Linked DNA regions of Mus musculus: region 1 is linked to region 2. A link is a contact called in public promoter capture Hi-C data. All regions are on one chromosome and are shown on one strand. Each heading gives the region's core, a stretch centred on a gene start, on an enhancer-like site or on the middle of the called end of the contact. The rest is flanking DNA. Distances are from core to core; before and after follow the strand shown. Region 1 overlaps Ube2u (ubiquitin-conjugating enzyme E2U (putative)). Region 2 holds the start of Pgm1 (phosphoglucomutase 1).

The links. Promoter capture Hi-C pulls out the DNA fragments that hold promoters and counts their contacts.
Region 1: a promoter capture Hi-C map of liver shows a contact between it and region 2, with 6 times the contacts expected there. The contact joins the enhancer-like site here to the promoter of Pgm1 in region 2. A contact is called at or near these places in 13 of 39 promoter capture datasets (the 3T3-L1 cell line, 3T3-L1-derived adipocytes, the C10 cell line and 8 more), 2 of 15 datasets of contacts at CTCF or cohesin (pro-B cells and stem cell-derived epiblast-like cells), 5 of 484 Hi-C or Micro-C datasets (cerebral cortex, muscle stem cells, nephron progenitors and 2 more), 11 of 115 datasets of contacts at active chromatin or transcription factors (bone marrow-derived macrophages, craniofacial prominence, embryonic basal ganglia and 8 more) and 3 of 9 other capture datasets (adipose tissue, embryonic tail and liver).

Annotation. Positions count from the first base shown.
Region 1 is chr4:100,535,376-100,540,930 of GRCm38.p6, forward strand. The region is part of intron 8 of Ube2u (ubiquitin-conjugating enzyme E2U (putative)); the gene reads left to right. Among named protein-coding and RNA genes, the nearest start is that of Ube2uos, 10 kb to the left of the region's middle. Within about 2 kb of position 4,251, at least 7 of the 459 cell types and tissues checked have an H3K27ac peak or open chromatin away from gene starts, as enhancers often do. A contact at or near this core is called in liver, where this site is marked.
Region 2 is chr4:99,927,427-99,932,585 of GRCm38.p6, forward strand. Pgm1 (phosphoglucomutase 1) reads left to right here and starts at 2,025. Exons shown (of 11, transcript NM_028132.3): 1 at 2,025-2,385. The coding sequence starts at 2,140. BC062258 (a long non-coding RNA gene) reads left to right here and starts at 2,392. Exons shown (of 2, transcript XR_003955079.1): 1 at 2,392-2,588; 2 at 3,219-4,901.

The DNA of each region.
Region 1 (5,555 bases), core at 3,001-5,500, 610 kb after region 2:
CTCTGGCAGAAATATGTAAGAAATGTAAATGTATCTCAAGTTAGAAAATAACATATAGCTGACCACATGTATCTAGGACCATTATGTCTGCAGTTTCCCCTCTCTACTCCACTTCTCTTCAGCCTGCACAGCATCCCACAAGGGTGGCGTGAATCCAGCTGACATCTCTCCATAGGAAACTGTCCCTTACATGCTCGGATGTCTCAGCTCCCCATCACCTGTCTGATAGTGTACTGATTCTGTCTCTGTTGGGGCCCTTGCTATTCAGACATTGTTATAAGGAAGTACCCAGAATTGGGGCATTGGAATAAGCATCCCTGCCGCACAGCATGTAGTAGGTACTCAGTTAATTTTGTTGAAAAAAATGCATATGTATCTTGTCTCACCATTTAATATTAGAATTAAATAAAATTAATTGTAGAAAAAAACTGAAATTTAAGATCTGTCATGTAGATAGAAACCATGGTTCTGTTAGGGGAGTTCTAGGGTATAATCTATAAACAGAGTTTTAAAACTGAAAATATGCCTGTCATAAATATTTTATGCAAATTCTAAACTCTTACATGTATTTTGGTTAGTTAATATATACTCATTATCGCAATCAGCTCATAAATATTCACTAATTAATCATGTAATTTGGTGTTCATTTCTAAAGCCTTTTTAAAAACACTACCTTGACAGTTCATTTAAATATTCATAAATGCTTTATTTCTAAGACATGGAAAAGAAAATGAATCTAACATCCAATCTGTGGTTTGTACTTATTTTCTCAAGAGAAATAGTGAATGCATAAAATCAATAGTAACAAAGACTGTTCTTTAGAGTGTTCTTGTTATGCACGTGTAACACTGCTGTATGCTCCAGTGAATGAGTGCCACTGTATCATTACAATGCATCTAGCAACAGAAACAATCCCTATGCAGAGTCTAAGCTCTGACAGCCAGCAAGTTATCTAAGTTATTAATTCTGGTAGAGTTTTACCTTCAGCATATAGTCTCTTAAAAGGATGTTGTTCCTCTGCACACACAGCAGATTGCTACAGACTGAATCTTTCCTGTTCCCCAAAGATCATGAGTCCCACTTGGTTTTTGGTCAACATGATACCAACTAGAGTCATCTGGGAAGAGAAACTTCCATTGGGAAAATGCCCCCATCAGGTTGCCCGTCAGTACGTCCTTGATAGCTAATTATTAGAAGAGGGCCTGCAGGGATGGTACCAACCCTGGGCAGGTGGCACCAACCCTGGGCAGGTGGCACCAACCCTGGGCAGGTGGCCCTGGGTGAAAAAACAAAGCAGCTTGGCAATTCCGGAAGCAGTGTTCCTTCATGGCTTGTTCCTTCATGTTCCTTCAGTTTGTCTCCAGGTTCCTGCCCTGAGTTCCTGCTTTCCCTTCTCCTGATGATAGACTGTAACTTGTAAGCCAAACAAACCCTCTCCTCTGCAGGTTGCTTTTGGTCATGGTATTTTACCACAGCAACAGTAAAGCAACCAGTAGACCAAGCTACGGGCATGGTCTGTGGTGCTACCAGGAGTTGGTGGGATCTTCAGGAGGTAGGGTCTTGTAAAGGGAAGTTACATCATTGAGGCATGCTTTTGGGGGAGCACTGATACCCCAGTCCATCCTTCTTTTTGTTCTCTGACCACCATGAAGTATGAAGCTTTGCTTTATTATTATAATGCCCCGCCTTGTCAAAGACTCAAAGTGATGGGACCCACCAACCATAGACTGAAATCACGACCCACAAAAAAACCTTTTTTTCTTTTTAGGTTGATAATCTCAGGTGATTTGTTCCAGCGACATAAGCTAAGAAAGAGGTATAGAAGGGGCAGGAAGTAGCTTGGGGGATTACTGTTCACTCACTAGGCACGCCCCCCTCATGCCCAACGTTGTATCGGAGTTGGCAGGCAGAGCTCAAGTGTAGCACACAAAGATGCATCAGCATCCTACAGAGCCACAGCTGACACGCTCCACATCCATCACCCAGTGATCACCCAGTGCACAGCATCCAGCCCAGGCTCCTCACCTCCACTGTCACCTGAGTCACCAGTTCAAGAGCTTTCTCTAATTTACCAGTTTTTTAAAAAATAAGGCACAGAGATCAATCAAATTGTGTTTATAAGTACAAACCTTATTTGAAATTTAAAACATGTACTTCCTAAAGATATAAAGTTTCAGTAAGTATACATACCCTGACTGTGTACAGGCAAGAGCAAATTACGTCCACCATTAAGGAAAGGGACTGCATGTGTGTACCAACTTCAGCATTTACTCTTCATCTCACTGGAGTCTATTGAAAAGGAGGTGAATACCTGTAGAGGGTCAAATATCACTGTAAACCTTTCTTGTATTTACAGAGCCCACTCTGGACTCAGCCGTCTTGTATTTTGATTTATGGAGTTAGTATGTATTATGCTTACATATGATTTTAACTGGTTGTGGTTTTTTCTTGTCTTTTCTTTTTTTTTTTTATTTTTTATTTTTTGGTTGTCTGTATTTAAACACATAAAACACAAATCATCTTTCTCTTGGAATAGCTGATTCCCTTTCCCTCCAGTTACATAGAAACACATTCATTTAACACACTTCATGTATGTTTGTGCTGTCCTTTCAGAGTGATTTGGTTTAAATATCATTCTTGCCGGTTTACGTAATTACAGAGATGTATTTTTAAGAAAAAGCAAGCCTTTTTATTCCCCAAAGATTAGCCCTCGAGTGCCATCTTGTGGTTAAAGAGAGAATTGGCATCAGTGCTGACAAATGCTTACATTCTAAAATGTAGATAAGGAAAAAAAAATAGAATCAAGAAAAAGAAAAAGAAAAAGAAAAAGAAAGTTTGAAAAACTGAGTTCTCCAGGCATAGTGGCATACATGCACAGTTCCTGAACTTGGGACATGGGGACAGGAGAGTCAAGAATTCAAGGCACCAGTGTCAGCTCTTCCTGAGGTAGAATCATGTGCTGCAAAACCCAAGTGGCAGGACACTTCCCTAGCATTCCCAAGGCCTGGGTGTGGCCTACAGGCCACAAAACAAAGAGAGGCGAAGAGAAGGGAAGAGGGGCGAAGAGGGGGGAAGAGAGGGGAGGAGGGGGGAAAAGGGGGGAAGAGAGGTGAAAAGGGGGGAAGAGGGAGGAGAGGGGGGAAAGAGGGGAAGAGAGGCGAAGAGGGGGAGGAGGGGGGAAAGGGGGGAAGAGGGAGGAAGAGAGGCGAAGAGGGGGAAGAGGGGAGGGGGGAAGAGGGGGAAGAGAGGGGAAGAGGGGGAAGAGAGGCGAAGAGTGGGGGAAGAGGAGGGGAAGAGAGGGGAAGAGAGGGGAAGAGAGGGGAAGAGGGGGGAAGAGGGGGGAAGAGGGGGGAAGAGGGGGGAATAGGGGGAAGGGGGAAGAGGGGGGAAGAGGGGGGAAGAGGGGGGAGGAGGGGGGAAAAGAGGGGAAGAGAGGCGAAGAGGGGGGAAGAGGGGGGAGAGGGGGCGAAAGAGGGGAAGAGAGGCGAAGAGGGGGAGGAGGGGGGAAAGGGGGGAAGAGGGAGGAAGAGAGGCGAAGAGGGGGAAGAGGGGAGGGGGGGAAGAGGGGGAAGAGAGGGGAAGAGAGGGGAAGAGAGGGGAAGAGAGGGGAAGAGGGGGGAAGAAGAGGAGAGGGAAAGAGAGGGGAAGAGGGGGGAAGAGGGGGGAAGAAGGAGAGGGCAAGAGAGGGCAAGAGAGGGCAAGAGAGGGCAAGAGAGGGCAAGAGGAAAACCTTCCCTCCCAGGCCAGTACTTTCTCTCTCTTAGAGACACTTTGTGCCCAGTGCTCTAATCCTCCTTCCCTCTATCTACTTCTGACACCTGATGGTGTTCAACCATCCCCAATTCCTTCAGCTTGTCTGTGAAACTGTCCAGGAAATTGGAAAGTATCGGCATGTTGTAAAACTGTAGAAAAGGATTTAAAATATATAAAGCTTAAGCTGTCTGAGGTTGTACTTTTCCTAACAGCTGAGGTTTGAATCTTGGCCTGCAGTACCACAGCCAGGTACCAGAGCAGACTCTGAGGGCCCCAGGCAGGGTTACAGCTGGGAGAAGGTGTGATCCCAAAAAGATGGAGGCAGAAGTGGACTGCAGCAGGCTTTGTCTAGCCTGTGAGAGTGTTCCATTTCAGAAGAGGGCTGCTGCTCTCCTCTGTGCCATGCGTTTCTGAAGATAAACATATCCAGTTCTGTAAATATCTTGTAATAGACTTGATTTCTTTCTGGTCTTGTGGCAGTAACTGGTTTCACCACTTTCCTGTGGCTTTGTGGTTGTGGCAGAGGATTTGGTAGACTTTGACCCCAAACAGCACAGCTCTTCTTAGAGCCGCATATGAGGTTCAAGGTTCGTCTGCTCCTGTTTGATTCTGCTCCATCTGAAGTGCTCTGGCCTGTGCTGGTCTCTCTCCTTTCCTTCCCCCTCCCTCACACCTTCCTTTTTTCCCTCCCACTCCCTGAGATGCAAGGAAGGAAGATTCTGTTCCTTTATTAAATTAAATTTTAGCAGAATATTAAATTATATTTTAGTAGAAGAATGAGAAAGAAGACAAGAGATCTCATTACGGCATGTTACCAAAAGTCAAGGTATTTATGAAAGGACAAAATAATTTCATGATTCCCTCTATGAGCATAAACCTACTTTTCAGGAGCTTGTTGCAATTTGTGGTGATCCTGAAATTGTGTAAGAATCCTTAAATAAGCAATTATTAAGAGTTTTTCCTTTTTATGATATTTTGTGCCATTGTGATCTAATCTGTATTTTTTGAGTAACGGCAAACATTTCGTTTTTATAATTTGGCTCAGAAACGCTGTCATTGGCGCAGGCTGCCCTTGGCCTATCTGGGTCTGACCTTGCTCCCTTGTTTCTCCGGCCTCTGCTCCCCAAGTGCTGCCCCACGGTACAGCTGCAGATGGTTAAATCAAGGAGCAATGGCAGCCAATGAACAAGCCTGACAACCTCAGCTCCATCCCTGGGCTCCATGAAAGCAACCTCATTCACATAAGCTTGAGTGGAGAGACCTTATGATACAAGAAATACTGGATGGCTGGATCCATTAGCACATGCCTATCTATAATCCCAGAATTTGAGAAGTGGAGGCACAAAGATCAGGAGTTCAAGGTCATTCACAGGCACAGAAAGTTCAAAGCCAGCCTGGGCTCCATCAATCAGACCTTGTCAGAGGGAGAGAATGAACATCGGCTAGATTTAAGAAAGGCCATGTCTAGTCCCCAAGAAACGCCTATCCCAGAACCTCGAGAACCTAAAATGAGCCATGGAAGGTTTAAGCTGAGTCAAAGGCATTGGATTACATGTCAGAGCAAAGCACAACCACATCTAAAGGAAGAGAGGAATGCTCAGAAAACTCCTCCCATACCAAAGGACTGGTTAGGAACCTGAGCAGGAGATTGGAACCCAGAGCAGATGCCACTGACACACTGATGTAGTTAACAGACATGTTAACACGCACATCTGGACACAGACGGCCATCTCAGACAGACGCAGGAATCCATCGGAGGTTGTATTTTGTCTCAAGTGCTTTGCCTGGGCGTTTGTAGTTGT
Region 2 (5,159 bases), core at 775-3,274:
GGCTGTAACACTTGCATAAACAACAGCCCGAGGGATAATGCATGGAGGATGTATTAAGCTAATAAGTTTTAGATGGATTTGCTATGTGGCTGAAGCTAACTGCTGCATGTTCTGAGGTGAGAGAAGTACAGATCCAGTCTTAAGTGAACAGCTTCATCATACTTCCATAGACAGTTAAGACCTCGGGAAGGGCATGCATGGGTTCCGAGTCTGAGCCCAGCACTTTGTGTGATACCATTTGTTGAGTACTTTTTATTAGTACCTAGGTGAAAGCACTAATGTAAACTATATAAATCTAAAGTGGATGTTTGTAAGACTTGGAGGATTCTATGCTATATTTTCATTTTTGAGTTAGGTAATCTCAGTCACACTCACTATTCTACCTTTAACTAATTTTCTCACCTAATGAGTTTGAAAACACAACTTACTTTACAAAAATATGACTATAAGCTGTAAATTCTTAGGAAAATATTAGAAATTATGAGCAGCTGTCAGTTTCCACATAGCTACCACAGAAGCTCAATGACAGTGATTATAACCAGCTATGCTGTATACACATAAACTTCATATCCATATACCTATTAGCATTTGTTCTGAGGCAGAACTTACATATGTCAGCCAACCTCCCTGCTTGATCAAGAGACACCAATTAGCCACTGTGAAAGTATGAGTACAAGCTCAGTTCATGGGTTATCAGTATGTTCTAGTACTGCAACTGGAGAGAGGAGCTGATAATTTTAGGCTTGATAGGTTTTAAGTACAGTCTGATGACTGCATCAACTAATACTGATTTCACGTGGACTGTACTAAGCTGGGGTCATTTCAAGTCTGTATAGGTCTATGCCTCTATGGAATGTTTCTCTCTCTCTCTCTTTCCCTCTCTCTCTCTCTCTTTCTTTCTCTCTCTCTCTCTCTCTCTGGGTGTGTGTGTGTGTAGGAATACAGGCACAGTCATCATCACCACAACCTCTTTCTTGCAGAAATCCTTTTTGAAAGGTTTTACATTTGTTTAAGATGGACACTCACAGACTTAACTTTCTTAAAGGTATTTGTTTTCTTGGTATACTAAAATGACACATTTGTCAAGCAGAGACTCTTAACAAAAAAACAAAAACAAAAACAAAAAAAAACTAAGAAAGGCAGAAGAAAATATTCCTACCGAATAATCAAATCCTTTTTGACTGCCTTAGCTCTTGCTGTTTTCACAATCACTGGGTCCGCTGTCACAGTAATCCTTTGACGCCTTATAGCTGTATCTATGTTTATCTAGGCTGCCTTCAAAGTTTCCATTTCCTAGTTGTCAAACGTGATGGATGACAGACAGGCCAACCCTGGTAAGAGCCTGCCTGGCTTGTTCAGACCCAAACTGAGCTGAACTTCCTCAAGTGATGAAGGATTTTGTTTTGTTTTTCGAGACAGGGTTTCTCTGTGTAGCCCTGGCTTTCCTGGAACTCACTCTATAGACCAGGCTGGCCTCGAACTCAGAAATCTGCCTGCCTCTGCCTCCCAAGTGATGGGATTAAAGGCATGTGCCACCACCGCCCGGCGAGGAAGGATTTTATTATCGGAATTTCTCAGTGTTGTGAGCAGAAGCACGGAAAAATAAAACCCGTACTTTTGGAAGATCTAGAAACTATACACTAAACAAATCAGTTCTTCGGATATCCACAATCACTAATGAAGTAGCATGTGGCCCACAGCAAACACATAAAAAGTAGAAAGCTGAATATAACTTTGGGGTTGAGCCTGTCCTTGCAGAAAAAAAAAAAGTCGGAGGATGGCTTTTCTGTCTTTTAGACCAGCTTCTGGAATGTATACGTGACACTCTAGTCCAATCACAGTAACGTGCTGAACTCTTCGTCCTTGCACTATGATCGATAGATGAAGCTCTGCTCTCCAGTTAAAGAGCTAGTTTCTTTATATAGACCATTGGCTCAGGTAGAGATGTGTCAGTCGGGGAGACTCCGCCCCTCTCGACCCCGTGACCCGTCCCTCTTCCCAGGCAGCCGGACTTTGGCGAAGTGGGCGGGCCGTGGGCAGGCCCTGGGCCATCGTTTCCAGGGCAAGAGCAGAGCGGACCCTGAGCCCTCTGCAGCAGCCAGAGCCGCAGCCACTGTCGCCTCGCAGCCAACCGCCACCATGGTGAAGATCGTGACAGTGAAGACGCAGGCATATCCGGATCAGAAGCCGGGCACCAGCGGATTGCGGAAGCGAGTGAAGGTTTTCCAGAGCAACGCCAACTATGCGGAGAATTTCATCCAGAGCATCGTCTCTACCGTGGAGCCGGCGCTGAGGCAGGAGGCCACGCTGGTTGTGGGCGGGGACGGCCGCTTCTACATGACCGAGGCCATCCAGCTCATCGTACGCATCGCTGCAGCCAACGGGGTAAGGGACGCGCGGGCCGGGCTGAGCGTGTGCTACGTGCGGGCTTCTCTGGGCCGGCGCTTCCGTGCGCGCCACCATCCCGTCCCCGCCCCGCGCACGCTCCCTTGACCTTGGCAGTACCCCCGCCCCCACACCCCTATTCGGCTTCCCGTCCACCCCATCCCCCCACACCCCACGTTTCGCAATGGCTATGCCGGGGAAAGGTGAGCCCGCCGTGCAGACCCTGCGTGGCGCTGTGCTATTCTGGTCTGGGATTGGGGCACCTCCCGCTGACTCGAGGCCAGGTGTTGGGAGGGCCGGGGTGACCGGAGCACTCATCCCCCTGGGGCGTTAAGCCAGCGATCTGGGCCCGCAGGTGCCAAGCCTCTCTCCCTGCCCTCTGGTTGGCTTGGGAAAGGCGCTTCCTCCCCTGCCGGGCCTGCTGCCTGGGTTCAGGCTTTTGAAAAGTCCAGTCTCTGCTGGACCTGTTCCACCAAGGGGGCTGGACCTGAATTTTCATTAAAGCAATAACAATATACCCAAGGGCTCTCTTATGCAAGCTGTCCTGACAGGCCAGGAAATTAATGCAACGCCCCCAGTTCCGCCCCCTGGTTAAGAAGGTTAACTGTCTTAATTGAGCAGGTCCACTAGAGAGGTGAAACTTTTTTTTCTCCTATAAATCTGATGATTTGTAAATGTGGATTTGGAATTGGTTATTTGTTTCTACAAGATACTTTAAAAGAAGTTTTAAGGAACACGTTTTCTTTGTATATTTACAATAACATTGGACTTTCTCTCAGCTCCTCTGGGGCCCATTCCCTTCAACAATAACTTGTATTTCAACTTATTTCAAGCTGCCTTGCCAAGCACCGTGACAAACATTTCACTGGTGTGTCTCAAGAACCCTCTTGAAGCCCTATAAGGAAGACGCTATTATGGGTACTTTAAAGTCACCGAGGAGAGTACTAAAAAGCCTGGGCAGGTTAAAGAATTTACCAAAACTATAACGGGAACATTGAATCCAGCACGGACCTTCCGGTACCACTTGAGTGGCTTCTGAAAATCGAGGGACTCATAAATTGCAAGACCTTCTTTTTCCAGTTTTCAAGATCTAAACTGAGCTCTGTATGTAGACTTTCCTGGATGGGTCAGACATTGACAAACAGAGAAAGAAGTTGGGATTTGTATCTGTATGCCCAGGAGTGTTCAGACCACCACAGCTTTCCATGTGGGAGAGAGGCCGGTCAGCTCTGTGGGGAGGATCCCTTCAGCTCCACCCTTGCTCACAGGGGCCTCATTCAGCAGTCCCCTGGCCTATGCCCAGGACAGAGAATGGGTGGGGAAAAGGAAGGCTCCCAGGCAGGAGTGAGCCTTGTCGGTAGGAGCTTTTAGCATAGTGTGAGTTTTAGGGTTCAAATGGATTTCTGCCACTTTGGGAGTACTGTGGAGTGAGAAGGAAAGCGTGAAGACAACAACAGAAAGTTACTAAACATCATCACGCATTAGCCACTGGCCTGTTGCTCTTCCCTCTTTGGCCAAACTCTAATAGTTCCAGGATTCCTACACTGCCACTCGCCACCTTATCGTCGTCTAAGCCCTGCTGCTTCCGCCTCTCTGCTGAAACGCCCCCTCAGGGAGGGTGACTCTGCTTGCTCATTCCCTGTAGCACTGTTGTGGGCCTTTACCTATGCCCTGCATTTGGCTGACTTTGCGCTTAACAGTCTCATTCCTTGTCTTGATCACGCCACTGATCGTTCCCACCATCCCATGGCTCGCCATACTTATACCCTAGGTCTTTGTCCCCAGCTTGCTGCTCAGATTCTCTTAAGCATCGCTCCTCCCCAGGGGTGATTCCCTTAAGATCAAATCTCCATAAAGCAACTGCTCCTTTCTCATAGATACCACTAGAGTAGATTAACACAATTCCAGTGAATTTATGTTTGTAAGTCATATGTGCCCATTGGAGACTAAGCTTAAGACAGGATTGCATTTTACATGAAGGTCTTTCCTTGGTACATTCAAGGGTATCAGTCCAGGACCTCTGCAGTTAGCAAATTCTGTAAAAGATTACGTCTGTAAGAAATAAATTGTCATGGTCTGTTTTCAGCGTGAGGTGCAGTTAGAGCTCATCAGAGAGTGGCGGATAAGCAGGAGACCTGGGCCTTTCTCTGCTAGCTGCTAGCTGCTAGCTGGCATCTGCTTGTCTGAACACTCTGAAAGCTGAGAAGTTGCGGGCAGGCTGCACTTTGACTGTGCCATAATTAGAAAAGGGGGTATCTCAGGTCCCAGAGTACTCACCACCAGGTAGGGCTTTGCATTGTGAGCCAGGAGAACAGGGGCTTTGGGAAGGCAGGCATGCTAGAAGAACTGAAGACTGGGCCTCTCTGGAGCATTGGTCTATGGGAGAAGAGAGAACAGGACATGATCAAGAACTTCAGAAAACCCTGACCTGTGCCAAATCAGCCATTTTTGCCTTTTCTCAATGCTGGTGCCTCTGTCTGCAAAATGGTTTATTAAAAACTGCTTCACTACTGCTAGTCTCTCGAATTTGTTATTGTATAGTGAGGGTCCTGTAAGATGGGGTGCTTAATTGCTTATAATCCACACAGTTACCTTAAATCATCTTTATATTAGAAAACTAAATATGGCATAGACGCTGTGCTGTGTGAGAATACAATGTAGGTGTCACATTTGTCTCATATTACTTTTTTTTTTTTTTTCTAAACAGGGTTTCTCTGTGTAGCCCAGGCTGTCCTGGAACTCACTTTGTAGACCAGGCTGGCCTTGAACTCAGA